Regions from separate parts of the Mus musculus genome. Here region 1 is linked to region 2. Evidence: chromatin contacts called from public Hi-C data. All regions are on one chromosome and are shown on one strand. The core of a region is the stretch at or near the end of the contact, and the rest is flanking DNA. Distances in the headings are between cores, read along the strand shown. Region 1 overlaps Slco2a1 (solute carrier organic anion transporter family, member 2a1). Region 2 has its middle 31 kb from the start of Gm31434.

What was found. Hi-C and Micro-C count contacts between places; a contact is called where the count stands out from the background.
Region 1: a Hi-C map of the C2C12 cell line shows a contact between it and region 2, with 2.5 times the contacts expected there. The contact joins two enhancer-like sites. A contact is called at or near these places in 1 of 484 Hi-C or Micro-C datasets (the C2C12 cell line), 2 of 115 datasets of contacts at active chromatin or transcription factors (both in embryonic stem cells) and 2 of 9 other capture datasets (adipose tissue and pancreatic islet).

The regions. Positions count from the first base shown.
Region 1 is chr9:103,038,792-103,045,469 of GRCm38.p6, forward strand. All of the region lies in intron 1 of Slco2a1 (solute carrier organic anion transporter family, member 2a1), which reads left to right. Among named protein-coding and RNA genes, the nearest start is that of Gm22595, 20 kb to the left of the region's middle. Within about 2 kb of position 1,845, at least 4 of the 459 cell types and tissues checked have an H3K27ac peak or open chromatin away from gene starts, as enhancers often do. A contact at or near this core is called in the C2C12 cell line, where this site is marked.
Region 2 is chr9:102,968,276-102,974,667 of GRCm38.p6, forward strand. No RefSeq gene overlaps it. Among named protein-coding and RNA genes, the nearest start is that of Gm31434, 31 kb to the right of the region's middle. Within about 2 kb of position 4,561, at least 39 of the 459 cell types and tissues checked have an H3K27ac peak or open chromatin away from gene starts, as enhancers often do. A contact at or near this core is called in the C2C12 cell line, where this site is marked.

The DNA of each region.
Region 1 (6,678 bases), core at 595-3,094, 68 kb after region 2:
ACTTAACCCCTGGTCCACTGCCGGCCAGCAAGGAGGATGAGCTGTGGGCAGGGAAGTTACGTGGGAAGGAGCACACACAGAGTCAGAATCACCATCAGGCCGAGTGCCTGCAATCAGAGGCACACCTTGCTCTGCAAGACTCAGCTAGCGAGATAACAGTGTCATAACCCGAATGTGCTAGGGTTATGAGGGAGGATCTGTTTGTACTTTGGGATTGACAGTTTAGTCCACTGCCCAACATATAATAAATGGTCTCTTAATGGTGTTCTTGACACCACTGTGATTTGAAAAAAGCACACCCATACCACCACGCTGTCCTCCAATTTCAGTAGTGGTCAGTAAACTATATGAGGTAGAGCCAACAGTTTGTTATGAAATAGGCTTTCTCTTAAATGATTCTGCTCCATGATAGGCTGATATAAATGTCTTACCTGGCAAGTGGGAGAAACATAGACATGTAGAGCATTTTCTATTTATGAGAAGTTTATTAAATATGCTTCTTGGAGCCCTTCTTTATTCATTGAGAAAGTAGGGGCACAAGGATGGGAATAGATTGGGTTTGTAATTCAAGACGGTAGACTAAACACATGCTCATTTCTCCTCAGCTCCAACATCCCCATTATGATGAAAACGGTGATTAAGGATGATTAAAAAAAAGGACCAGAAACAGTTAAAAAGGGGGACACACTATGAATGGATGAAAGAACTCAATAATTTCTGTGGCATGGACAATGGTTAGTGGATGGGTCAGACTGGGAGTCACAGACTCTCAGGTCCCTTCAAGGGGTGTTCAGTGGTGGGAAACCTGAAGCCTGCTGCAACTCCAGAGGCAGCAGGGATAGAATCTGTGAGTATTATGAGGTAGAAAGCTGAATTCTTGGGGTGATAGTCAGCAGAGGACAGCCCTTTGCCCAGGGGAAAACCCAAGCGTCCCTTCATTGTGAACCAAGGGCACTATCACCAGGGGGTTTGGGGCACTGGTTCCTGTGGCTTCCAGTTTGTTTGCCACAGAGTGGGGTGGTCTGATAATAATAAAAGACCGGCAGAACTGTGAACAGCTGGGAGGAACAGGGAGAAGGACACATCTAGGTAGCCAAACCCCTATCCACGATGGTGCATGCTCTAAAACGGCAGAGCAAGACGTCCTAGAACAAGCATAGCGGCTTGAGATGTGTGATCAGCAGAAAGCCTGTTCCGTGGACCTGCTAGAGCGGCTAAAGCTGCTTGCCCATAGGTTTGCTACTCTGAGCCCTTCTGTGCTGCTTGAGGTTTTTTTGTTTTTGTTTTTGTTTTTTAAATTTACACGTTGTTGTATAGATGATAAGATGAAGGGGGAAAACAAAACATGTGAAAAAAATGTAAACAGATTTTAATGTTCTGTGTGGAATCTGGTTGACAGAGGCCAGGAGTTCCTTTGGGCTAGAGCTGCGATTGGAAACCCATCTGGTCAAGAATTCCGTTCCTCTACACAGTAGTTAGTATTCCTGACAGCCTAGGCTGTCGTTAGCTCCAGCTTAGAGATGGAAGAGGAAGAGAATGGTCTCTGAGCCCAGGGGTCTATGCTGTTGCTGTTGCTGTTAGGATAGCATCTTTCTCTAGGATCTGGGTCTCCTCCACTAGGCTGTCTAGCCAGCAAGCTCCAGGAATCCTCCCACCTCTGCCATCGCAGTACTGAGGTTTCAAGTGCACACCACTACACCCAGTTCTTTGGGGGTTTTCCCACAGGTTCTGTGGTCTGATTGATTGCTATAAGAAACATCTCACAGACCGAGATATCTCCCAAGTCCTCTCTGAGGTCAGAGAAACTAAAGCAGGCAGCAGAGGACTCAGAGCAGCCCGGGCATACCCAGAAACACCCAACACTCATGTGGCATCAGAGGAATGTTTCTTTATGTCTGTGGCTTTTCCTTCTTCTCTCCTTCCCTCCCTCCTTCCCTCCTTCCCTCCCTCCTTTGGGAAGGACTGCTTCTTCTAGACCACAGACAGCTGCCATCTAGAAACACCGGAAGGCCATCAGCTGATGCCCTGTCAGGCCACTTAAAGCTTTTTATCATGCTAGCCAGCTCCAGTCTGAATTATCCCAGTGAAATCACATCCTAGTGGCCATGAGGGCTCATGAAGGGAAAGTCCTCCCTCCCTGAGAGCTGTGTTCACAAAGTCAGAGCTGGGTGAGAGCAGGAGCAGCCATTACCTGGGGGTCCGTGCGTCAGACCTGCCTGGCAGCTTCAGGGCCAGCCAGTGCTTCTGTGGTCTAATGCCAGTTAGCTATAGCTCCAATGTCTAGACTAGGAAAAAGAACGAGTCAAGAACATGACAATGAAAACTGACCAAACAAAACTGTGTCCCAGGTGTCCTTGACCCTTCCCCATTTATCCTGAGTTCTCAGCAGTCCCTCACCCTGAGTGCTTATGGTACAGTTAGTTGTCCTCCGCATGCCACTGAAACTTGCCTTGGGCCCCAGACCTCTCTCTATCATCATGTGCATCCTCTCAGCCTTCCTTTGGTCTTTTTTAAAAAATATTTTTATTAGGTATTTTCCTCATTTACATTTCCAATGCTATCCCAAAAGTCCCCCATACCCTCCTCCCCTTCCTTTGGTCTTTAAAGGTCACTTCAATTTCTCTGCTTTTTTTCTCCTTTACTCTCCCTGCCACGCCATCCTCATTTGTTAGGACTGAGGAATGGAGCTGTGAGCATGACCTGCACATTTGGATGTCTGAGAGTCTCCCTCATATCCAACCCTGCAAGAAAGGTCCCCAAAAGGGAAGGCCTTTGCTAACTTCCTCTGTGAGATGTACCTGTAAGAGTCTGTCTCTCTGTCTCTGTCTCTGTCTCTGTCTCTGTCTCTGTCTCTGTCTCTCTCTCTCTCTCTCTCTCTCTCTCTCTCCCTCCTTCCCTCCCTTTTTGGAATAGCATGCACACACAAATCTAAATATTTACACGGGTTTTGAACTTTTCAGCATAGAGCCCTTGAGTAAACAAACACTCTCACAATGTTGTCAATGCTCATACTTTAAGACAACAACAAAACCAGAAAACTTTGCGGAATGCCCTTCAAAGGGTCAGGATATTATTTTGAAAACCTTCATGCCTCTGACTCTGTCCTCAAGGGAATTTTCCTTTAGTCAATTTTATTGAGGTCTACTTTGCTTATAATAAAATGCACACACTTTAAGTACAGACTCTACCTGTATAAATATCACTGCTATAAAAATGTAGACGACATCAACCACATCAGAAAGTCCCTGTATTCATAGTTGCAAATTTTTAACTTTTGTGGTTTGGGTTTGGCATTCTCAGGAGCCATTCTGAGTGAGACAAGTAAGCCAGGGGGATAGCTGAACCGTGCTTACAAATTATAGCCACGTCAAAGGGGAATTTTATACATGACAGAGACTGATCATTGCAATGAACCTGCAGTACCCTGGCTTTTCTGACGGCTGAAGCCTCTAGATCCCAGGTTATTGTGACATTTTGAAAACACGATGCTCACCTGCTTCCTCTGAGCCAGATATTGCTTCAAGCCCTGGGGGATAATTTGTTCTAAAACTCTCCAGTCATGTTTTCTCCTGTAAGTCTAGAGCCTGTTGAGGAAATATCAATAAAGAAGAAATCTTGTGTGTTGTACAATCTATAGAAGCAAGAAGTGCCTGCGAACAGAATGAGAATAGAGGGAGGAGATGGAAAGTGGCTGACCGTAGTAATCCTCGGACTGCGTCTTTACCTTTCCTTGTCTTTCTGTGAAGCATTTTGGAGTGTTTTGTTGTTGTTGTTGTTGTTGTTGTTAAATGGAGTTGAGTGGAACACCTAGCTTCTTATAGGTAAAGGGTGGGCCAGGTTCTGGGGACCTCAAGCAAGTAAAGAACTTGCCTCCCAAGCAGAAGGGCCAGAGTGCAATCTCCAGCATCCATGTAAAAAACCATGTGTGGTGCTATGTGCTCGTAAGTCCAGTGCTGAGTTGTAGACACAGTGGATCCCTGGAGTGGATCCCCATGGCCAGCAAGCCTTGCCTAGTCCGCCAGCTCCAGATCCCGGAGAGAGTCGCTGTCTCAAAAAAACAAGGCAGATGGCTCCTGAGGGGTTGACTTCTGCTCTTCATGTGTTATGTGCATAGACACACACACACACACACACACACACACACACACATAGGGGGAATTGGCTTAAACAGAGCTGAGCAGGTCTTTAATGAAGTCTTTGACGTACTAACATAATTGCAGCTTTTCCTGAGGGAAGGCTGTAGGACGCACCAATCTCCAGATATTTTTCTCCTGTAAATCCCACTGGATTTGGCGTGTGTGGAGCAAGGAGTCATTTTTACAGCTCCCTGAATGTAGCACATGCAGCTTCCGCTTCTCATGGCACAGAGCTGAAAGCCACAGAGAAGTTCATGACTAGGGGCAAGGAAGGGAATGAGGTTGGGCAGCTTGTGGGTCCAGCATGGGGCCAAGAATCCCAAACACAGCCCTTGGGTAATCTTTTTGACTAGGGTGTTACAGCTCCTAGGTACTGTGGCTCAGAGTGACCCCATTGGTAGCCAAAGATTCCATGCAGAGCCAGGATCCGAACCTAGGCCTGTTTTACTCCCAAACCCAAACCTGCCTACACCAGGATGGCTGTCCTAAGTGAAGTATAGAGAGGCTGTAACTCAGCAACATGCCCCCACTTCTCCACAGTTAATCTACATGTCCCTTCAAGCCACATACTCTTCAGGGGGCATTTACCACTTTTTCCCCCCACTGGCAGGTGATCGTTTTTTCTTCTCCTGCTAGTTATGAGTGAGTATTTGGTAAGTCAGAGCAGACAAGGACACGGTCTCCTGGTTCTGTCCTCATGAAATGGTATGCAGGGCCAGATGCCTGTGACCCTGGGAGTGGCCCCTTGCAGCAAGCTCTGCCAACCTACCCCTCCATGGCTTCCTCTTTCCCCTGCATTTTCTCCTGTTGTCATAGCCGCACATCCCACCTGTCTTTATCTGCTGCATCCCCTGGAGGATGGGGCTCAGACCCGCATCAGTACCTCTGTCCCAGCATCCATGAGGTACCCAGTCTGGTCACAGCTGCAGTGGCTACTGCTGACGTGGGCATTGCCGCAAAGGGACATGGCAAAGAGATATAGCAGGGTCCTCACTGTAGCCCAGGGGTGAAGATGTGGAAATCCAGCACTTACTGGAAATAGCAAAGGAGTATCTCTCAGGAAAGGCTCTGAGGCAGTTTGTCTCCCACCATCCCCGTCTTCCTCTCAGGAGACAACAGAGGAAGTTGGTAGGAATTACTCACGTCTGCTAATTCATTACTAATTGAAAGGAAGGGAGATGGGTCTTCTCTAAGCTCAACGCTCAGAAGCTAAAGTATACTAACTCTGACCTTGGGTCCCCTTTTCACGTCTGGCCTTGCCTCCTTGGCTTCTGTATTTTATTCCATTTAGAGTTGCTGACCACTCAACTTCTGTGGGAGTCTTTGATCTGGTCCCTTTTCACATATCCTGCAAGACGTCCCTGGCATCACCAATACCATCAGCGACACCTTTATCCTATCTTCACTAAAATTCACTGGCTTAGTTAGCATCACCTGTCAACTTGACATAGCCTAGAATCATCCTCCCCCAGCACCCAAAAAAGAATATTTGTTGAGTAATTGTCTTTATGGAGTTGATCTGTGGGCATATCTGTGAGGGCTTATCTTGATTGTGAATTAATACAGAGAGCTCACCCCATCATGATGGCACCATTCCCCGGGAAGGTGACCCAGTGCTGTGTAAGGAAGCTAGCTCTATAAGAACAAGTCTGAGAAAGCCAGAGAACAATGCTTCTAATGACTTCTGCTTCAAATCCCTGTTTGAATTTCTGCAATGGCCTCAGTTTCTCCATTTTGGAAAACAAACTGGGACAAAAACTCATCTTCAAAGCTGATTTCATCATAATATATTTAAAAATAGGGGTTAGAGAGATGGCTCAGCGGTTAAGAGCACTGGCTGCTCTTCCAGAGGTCCTGAGTTCAATTCCCAACAACCACCATGATGACTCACAACCATCTATAATGGGATCTGATGCCCTCTTCTGGTGTGTCTGAAGATAGCTACAGTGTACTCATATACAAATTACATAACTTTAAAAATATTAAAAATATTCCAGCCAATGAAAGGAAACACAGAAGACACTTTCTGGGAGGCAGGACTGAAGAGATTTCTCTGGCCAGCAGGTTCTCTGCTGCTTCTGGTGAGGAGGGAGCTGGTTGGTGGGGCTCAGAGGCAGGCAGCAGTTTGGAGAGCTATCTATTTCTCTGAGTACGGTGGCCTTCTTGAATATAGAGGCCATGAGTACAGACGGACATGCAGTGAGATCTGGTCTCTGTCAAAGAAGCCTCGAGTTGGCCTTGCCAAGGCTCTGTCCAAGCAGCTAGGTCATTCCACAGGCTGGAGGGAGGCCCCAGCAGCAAGACCAGCTCAGTTTCGGAGGGAAATGACAATGAAGATGGAGACTTAGTTGCTCTTCTCAGACACCGGCCCTTCAGTCCAGAGAATAACTTTAGCAGAGTATGAAACATAACAGCACCCTACCCTTCTCTGGAGGAGAAACACTACCCAAAGGAAACCTTCCAAGCACAACTTAAGGATGTGGGTCTTGTGGCTTGGTGCCTGTTCATGCAGCAGCTGAGATCCCAGGGAGACACAGCCTGG
Region 2 (6,392 bases), core at 3,311-5,810:
GCCATTATGGAAAGTAGTAAGGTAGGTAGGTCCTTGAAAGGTTTAAACATGAGCTAGCATATGGTCACACAACCTCTCTATTGAATATACACCCAGAGAAGGTGGAGTCAGTGTGTTTAAAGAGACACCTACATCCCAATGCTAGTTGCAGCACAGTTCCTAAGAACAACAACAAAAACAAACAAGCAAACAAAAACGGCAGCCATTAACTGATGAGTGGGTGAAGAATGTACAGTCTGTACGCAGTGAGAAACAGAGAACTATGTCATTTGTCACAAATGGGCCTGGAGGTCGTCATGTTATAGGAAATAAATTAAGCACACAAAGGCAAGTGTTACATGAAGTTATTCTTACGTAGAATCTATGAAAGCTGCTTTTATAGAAGTTGACAATGGAGTGGTAGTTATCAGAGTACAGGGAGAATTGGAGAATGTTGATCGGTGGATTGTAAGTAATGGTTGAGAGGAGTAACATGTTCTCGTGTGCTATGACACAGCCATGTGACCATAGATAACGATAATGCACTGTTTATTTAGAACCACTACAAGGGATTTTCACCATTCGCTAGTGAGGGACTAAAGATATAGCTTGTACTGGCTAGTTTTGTGTCAACTTGACACAGGCTGGAGTTATCACAGAGAAAGGAGCTTCAGTTGGGGAAATGCCTCCACGAGATCCAGCTGTAAGGCATTTTCTCAATTAGTGATCAAGTGGGGAGGTCCCCTTGTGGGTGGTGCCATCTCTGGGCTGGTGGTCTTGGTTCTATAAGAGAGCAGGCTGAGCAAGCCAGGGGAGGCAAGCCAGTAAAGAACATCCCTCCATGGCCTCTGCATCAGCTTCTGCTTCCTAACCTGCTTGAGTTCCAGTCCTGACATCCTTTGGTGATTAACAGCAATGTGGAAAGTGTAAGCTGAATAAACCCTTTCCTCCTCAACTTGCTTCTTGGTCATAATGTTTGTGCAGGAATAGAAACCCTGTCTAAGACAAATTGGTACCAGGAGTGGGGTATTCCTGTGACAACCTGACCATGTTTTGGGGAGGACTGTGGAAGGACTTTAGAACTTTGGGCTAGAAGATTGGTGTTAAGAGCTCTGTGGGATGTTGTGTAGGAGCTTGGAAGATAATGTTGAGAACAGTGCAGAAGATGGAAGCCTGGCTTGTGAAATTTCAGAGGGAAAATTAAAGACTTTTTTCAGGGCCACTGTTACTTTGATTGTGAAAATTCTGTGGTTCTGGTTAGCTGGGGCTGAAGAATCAGCTGTGATACAAGATACCAGAACTAGTAAAGTGAAACCTTTGTATTACTGGGACTATTGATGCTGGTTAGCTGGAGCTAAGAAATTAGAGGTGATTAAGAAGAGACCAGCATCATTGACGTAACATCCTCTGGGAAGTGTTTTCTGAGAGCACAGAGGCTGTGTTCCAGAGATAGCCACGGTTGTATCTTGTGCTGTGGCTGGACTTAGTAATGTGTAAGAGTTACCCAGGTAGTACTGGTTTTGAAGGCATGAAAGGGTCACGCAGAGCAGCTGAGGCTCAGCACTGTGAGAGGCCATGGAAGGCCATTGGTGAAGGTGCAGCCTCCATTGCAATTGATGGCCCAGGACTGAAGGGGTTATGCAAAGGAGTTGAGGCTTGGCACCATGAAGAGTGCCTATGAGAGACTATTGTTAAAGCCAAGTTACAGTGGAAGACAGCAGAATTTTGGAGATGCCAGTACCATGAGATGACTACCAAGAACAGCAGCAGCAGTGGAGTACAGGTGGCTGGAGCCTAGAAGACAACATGGGTGCTACAAAGGGCATGGCTGGAGAAGTGACCCAAGCCCTTGGAGGAGCCCAGAAGAGTTGGATCCCAGACATTGGATGGTTTGAGATTGATTTTTGTTTTTGATTGTGACTGTGCCCTGATATTTTTCCCTCTTGAAGGAAGATTTTTTAGTGAAGCCTCCAGTTAAGAGACTTTGAATTTTAAAGTACTTTGAATTTTAAAAGATACTGGATATTTTTTAAGGGATGAAATTTTAATATGTAAAGACTGTGGGACTTTTAAAGTTGTTTAGATCTTGGGGATGAATAAGAAACTAAGGGTTGAGGCTTATTAGTGATGTGTTTGTGTGTCAAGTTGACAAGGGGTCAATTGTACTGGCTAGTTTTGTGTCAACATGACACAGGCTGGAGTTAACACAGAGAAAGGAGCTTCAGTTGGGGAAATACCTCCACGAGATCCAGCTGTAAGTCATTTTCTCAATTAGTGATCAAGGGAAAAAGGCCCCTTGTAGGTGGGACCATCTCTGGGCTGGTAGTCTTGGGTTCTATAAGAGAGCAGGCTGAGAAAGCCAGGGGAGGCAAGCCAGTAAAGAACATCCCTCCATGGCCTCTGCATCAGCTTCTGCTTCCTAACTTGCTTGAGTTCCAGTCCTGAAATCCTTTGGTGATTAACAGCAATGTGGAAAGTGTAAGCTGAATAAACCCTTTCCTCCCCAACTTGCTTCTTGGTCATGACGTTTTGTGCAGGAATAGAAACTCTGACTAAGACATAGCTTGTTGACAGAATGTTGGCCTAATATTTGTAAGAACCTAGGCTCAATCCTCAGGGAAAAGGAAAGAAAAAACAGAAATGACAAACATTTGTGGTGATACATATGTTTGCCCCAATTTAAAAAATTGTACCAGGCTGTGGCTATAGAATGTTTGCTTAGCACATATAAAGACCTGGGTTTTGATCTTCAGTGTGTGTGTGTGTGTGTGTGTGTGTGTGTGTGTAATCCATGGGTTGAAGACTCATACAGTTCCCCTGAATATGGATAATTTTGGTTCTATTGGTTTAAAAGCAAACATTTTCAAAACACAGGTGGTATAAAAGACTAAGTATTTGTATCAGTCCTGGGTAAAGTGCAAGGCTTTGTTGACACATAGACCTGAGCCCCATTCTTGCCTTCTCATCTGTTGGTCAGGTGACCCTTGGGGAAGCATTATTGGGAAGGGAGGGGTGTGTGAATACATAGAAAGCCCATGGCTGAGTCTGGGAGTCATTGCCTGGGAGAGACAAGGACCACCAGACTTCCTCGTGCCAAGCACACACGACCCTTTTGTATTCAAGGGTCTGAGTACAGGAGATATTGAGGCTAACACTAAAGGACTAGGCCATAGGTCAAATAACTTGCCCCAGTTTCCCCTGAATTTCTCTGGTTTTAGTTCTGAAAGTCCCTGCTCTGGGAACCCCCTCTGTCCTGAATAAACCACAACAGATGGCTTCCTTATTGGAGAAAGAGACCTGGATTGAGGGGTCCTGAGACCCCTCAACCAAGTTGGAGGCAGCTACCTCACCCTTGTCAAACATTCATGTAGCCCAGTGGCTCTCAATCCTTCCTAATGCTTCGACCCTTTAATTACAGGTCCTCATACTGTGGTGACCCACAACCATAAAATTATTTTTGTAATGTAAATATCTGTTTTCTGGTGGTCTTTAGCAACCCCTGTGAAAGGGTCCTTTGGGCCAAAGGGGTCATGATCCACAGGTTGAGAAACACTGACATAGCAGAACAAAACAAACATAGCTATTGTTGCCGAGGGGGCTGGAATTGTCTTGAAGCTAAAGTGGAGCTATCACCTTGAGGAACCAGTGCCTGGTTCCTTTCTCCTGTCTGTGGCTGGAAGCAGACTTAGAAACGGTCTCTGTGGGGTCTAGGGAGATAGTTGTCTGTAAATTGTTTGCTTTGCAAGCACAGGGATTTGAGTTCAACCCCCCAAGCCCCTGTAAACATCTAGTCTTGGTGGTGCACACTTAGGATCTCAGTGTTGGGAGGCAGAGACAGAAAGGTTCCCTGGAGATCACCGGCTAGCCCGTCCAGCACGTGGCAAGATCCAGGCTAATAAGAGACTGTCTCAAAATAAAAGAAAGGTGGATAGCATCTGAGGTATACCAGTGAGGCTGCCCTCTGGCCTTCGCATGCGTGCTTACATGTGTGCATGCCTGTGGACACACACACACACACACACACGGCACATGGATCTTTGGCCTCTTGGTAGCAATATTAACTGGAAAGACAGCCAATCTCTTTCAGGCTGACGGAGGCTAGTATTTTATCAGTAATAATGGTGAGGTATGCATCAGCCTTTAGCTGTTCTGAATTATGGCTTTCAATATAAGAAAAAGCGATCCCTGGAACTGAATTTTCTCATTCTTATTCACTAGGGGTTAGTCATGCCTTCAGAATGGCCAAGTGAGAACCTTGGTATTTGGCAGCCTGGGCTTCAGGCCTCAAGGCAGGAGTAACCATGCCAGACTTGGGTCATTGATGGAGTTTCTCCACTCTGATTATTTCATCATTTTTATGAAATCACAATGTCCTTCCACGGATTATTAAGTGTCCCCAAGATTGCCAAAAAGGAGGCTACTCAGCCAGAAGGTTGTGAGTTGTACTGGGACCTCACTATGTCCCCAACATCTTGAGCTTCCAACTCCCTGCTCTTTTACTAGAAACCAAGGAACAGGCTTGGGTGTGGCTCCTCAGACCCAAGGGGGGGATTTATAACTTGAGTCATGCATTCTAAATCCTATTAGTTGCCTCTGAAGTGTAACTTCACCTTCCAAATAGCACAGTCAACCTCCAAAGCCTGGGTTTTCATCCCTGTGAATGGGAAATGAGTGTAGTCTCCTGTGGCCTATTACACACCCTTTGTTCCCTTTTATTTGACCATCCACTCACATTTCTTCCCCCTCCAATTTCAAGTGCATTTGTTCTGCCCCCACCCTCACTCTCCTGTGGGGATGTGGGACCACTTGTGGCTTGGTACCCTCCTGACACTGCATAGAACCGATTTCCTTCAGAAATGAAGCCATTCCACCATCAATGACCCAAGGTGGTCCCTCTCTTACTACTTAGACACAGCCCAGGGTAGCACCAGGCACAGGACTGCTCACTGGGTCTTTCTCTCCAGAGACCTTATTCTCCAAGACAACACCAAGAGGGCTGAGCAGTGTTTACACTTGAACCCGCTCAGTATAGCTCCCGGAGTGGTGCAGAAGCAGCCTGTCTGCAGGCTCTGACCTCCTGGCGGCTACCGTGTCTCTTCCACTCTTAAGGCTCTGCACAAAGACTTCCAGAGCCTGGGGTGTGCTGGGTACTGGGGAAGGTGGGCGTTGCTGGGTGAAGAAAGTCTGTGGGCAGCCATGATTGACGACTTGCCCACAAAACAGCCTGGCTCCTCGGAGCCTGGAAATTGAAAAAGGACAATTTTTTTTTTTTTAAAATTAAGTGCTTCTTTTCTTTATGCAGTGTACAGCCCGATACAAAACACAAGGCACATCACAGTAAAATGTTATCAGTCTTCTGTTCCCATCCCCCACCCTCATCCTAGTTTCCTACAGATTCGACTCACATCCATGAGAGTGAGGGGTGAAGTAATGGCTGGGAGGCACAGCCTCCTCAGGCATCTTCCTCGTGCAGCCCTTGTGACCACAGCTGACATTTCTCGGTGGTTCAGATAGAAACAGGTAGGTATGAGGTTTTGTTGGAAGAAGCAGGGTCTCACTGGAAAAAAATTGTCTGGAGGTGAAAGGTGATCTTGGGCACTGGTGGGCAGGAATGGCTGCAGCCTGTGAGTTGTCCCATGGGTCTTTAGCACTGCAGCCCTTTCTATTGGGAGATGAAGTAAAAGCCACACAGAGGTCTCAGTTGAGGATGTCTTTGTGATGTGTGCATGTCTTAGTCAGGGTTTCTATTCCTGCACAAAACATCATGACCAAGAAGCAAGTTAGGGAGGAAAGGGTTTATTCAGCATACGCTTTCACACTGCTGTTCATCACCAAAGGAGGTCAGGACTGGAACTCACACAGGGCAGGAACCTGGAGGCAGGAGCTGATGCAGAGGCCATGGAGGGGTGCTGCTTACTGGCTTGCTTCCCCTGGCTTGCTCAGCCTGCTTTTCTATAGAACCCATGACTACCAGCCTAGGGATGGCACCACCCATAATGGGCTAGGCTCTCTCCCCCTTGATCACTAATTGGGAAAATGCCTTACAGCTGTATCTCATGGAGGCCTTTCCTCAAGGGAGGCTCCTTTCTCTGTGATAGCTCCAGCTGTGTCAAGCTGACACACAAAACCAGCCAGTACACTGCGTGACGCTGGTACCTGCTGTCCTGTAAATGGAGTCAGGAAAGCAGATCTTTTCCATCCTGTTAGCACAAAGGCCCAGCACACAGTAGGCATTCTGGAAACCTCTTTCTGCCCATGCCCACAACACAAATACTGCAATCTGGCCAACTATGGGATTGCATCCTTGCCAGTCCTTGCTCAGGAAGCAGGTGTGTGTGTGTGTACTGCTAGGTATGAGGGCTACGGCTGTGGATGACATAATGTCCAGTCCTAGGGAAGCTTCCGTCATGGGG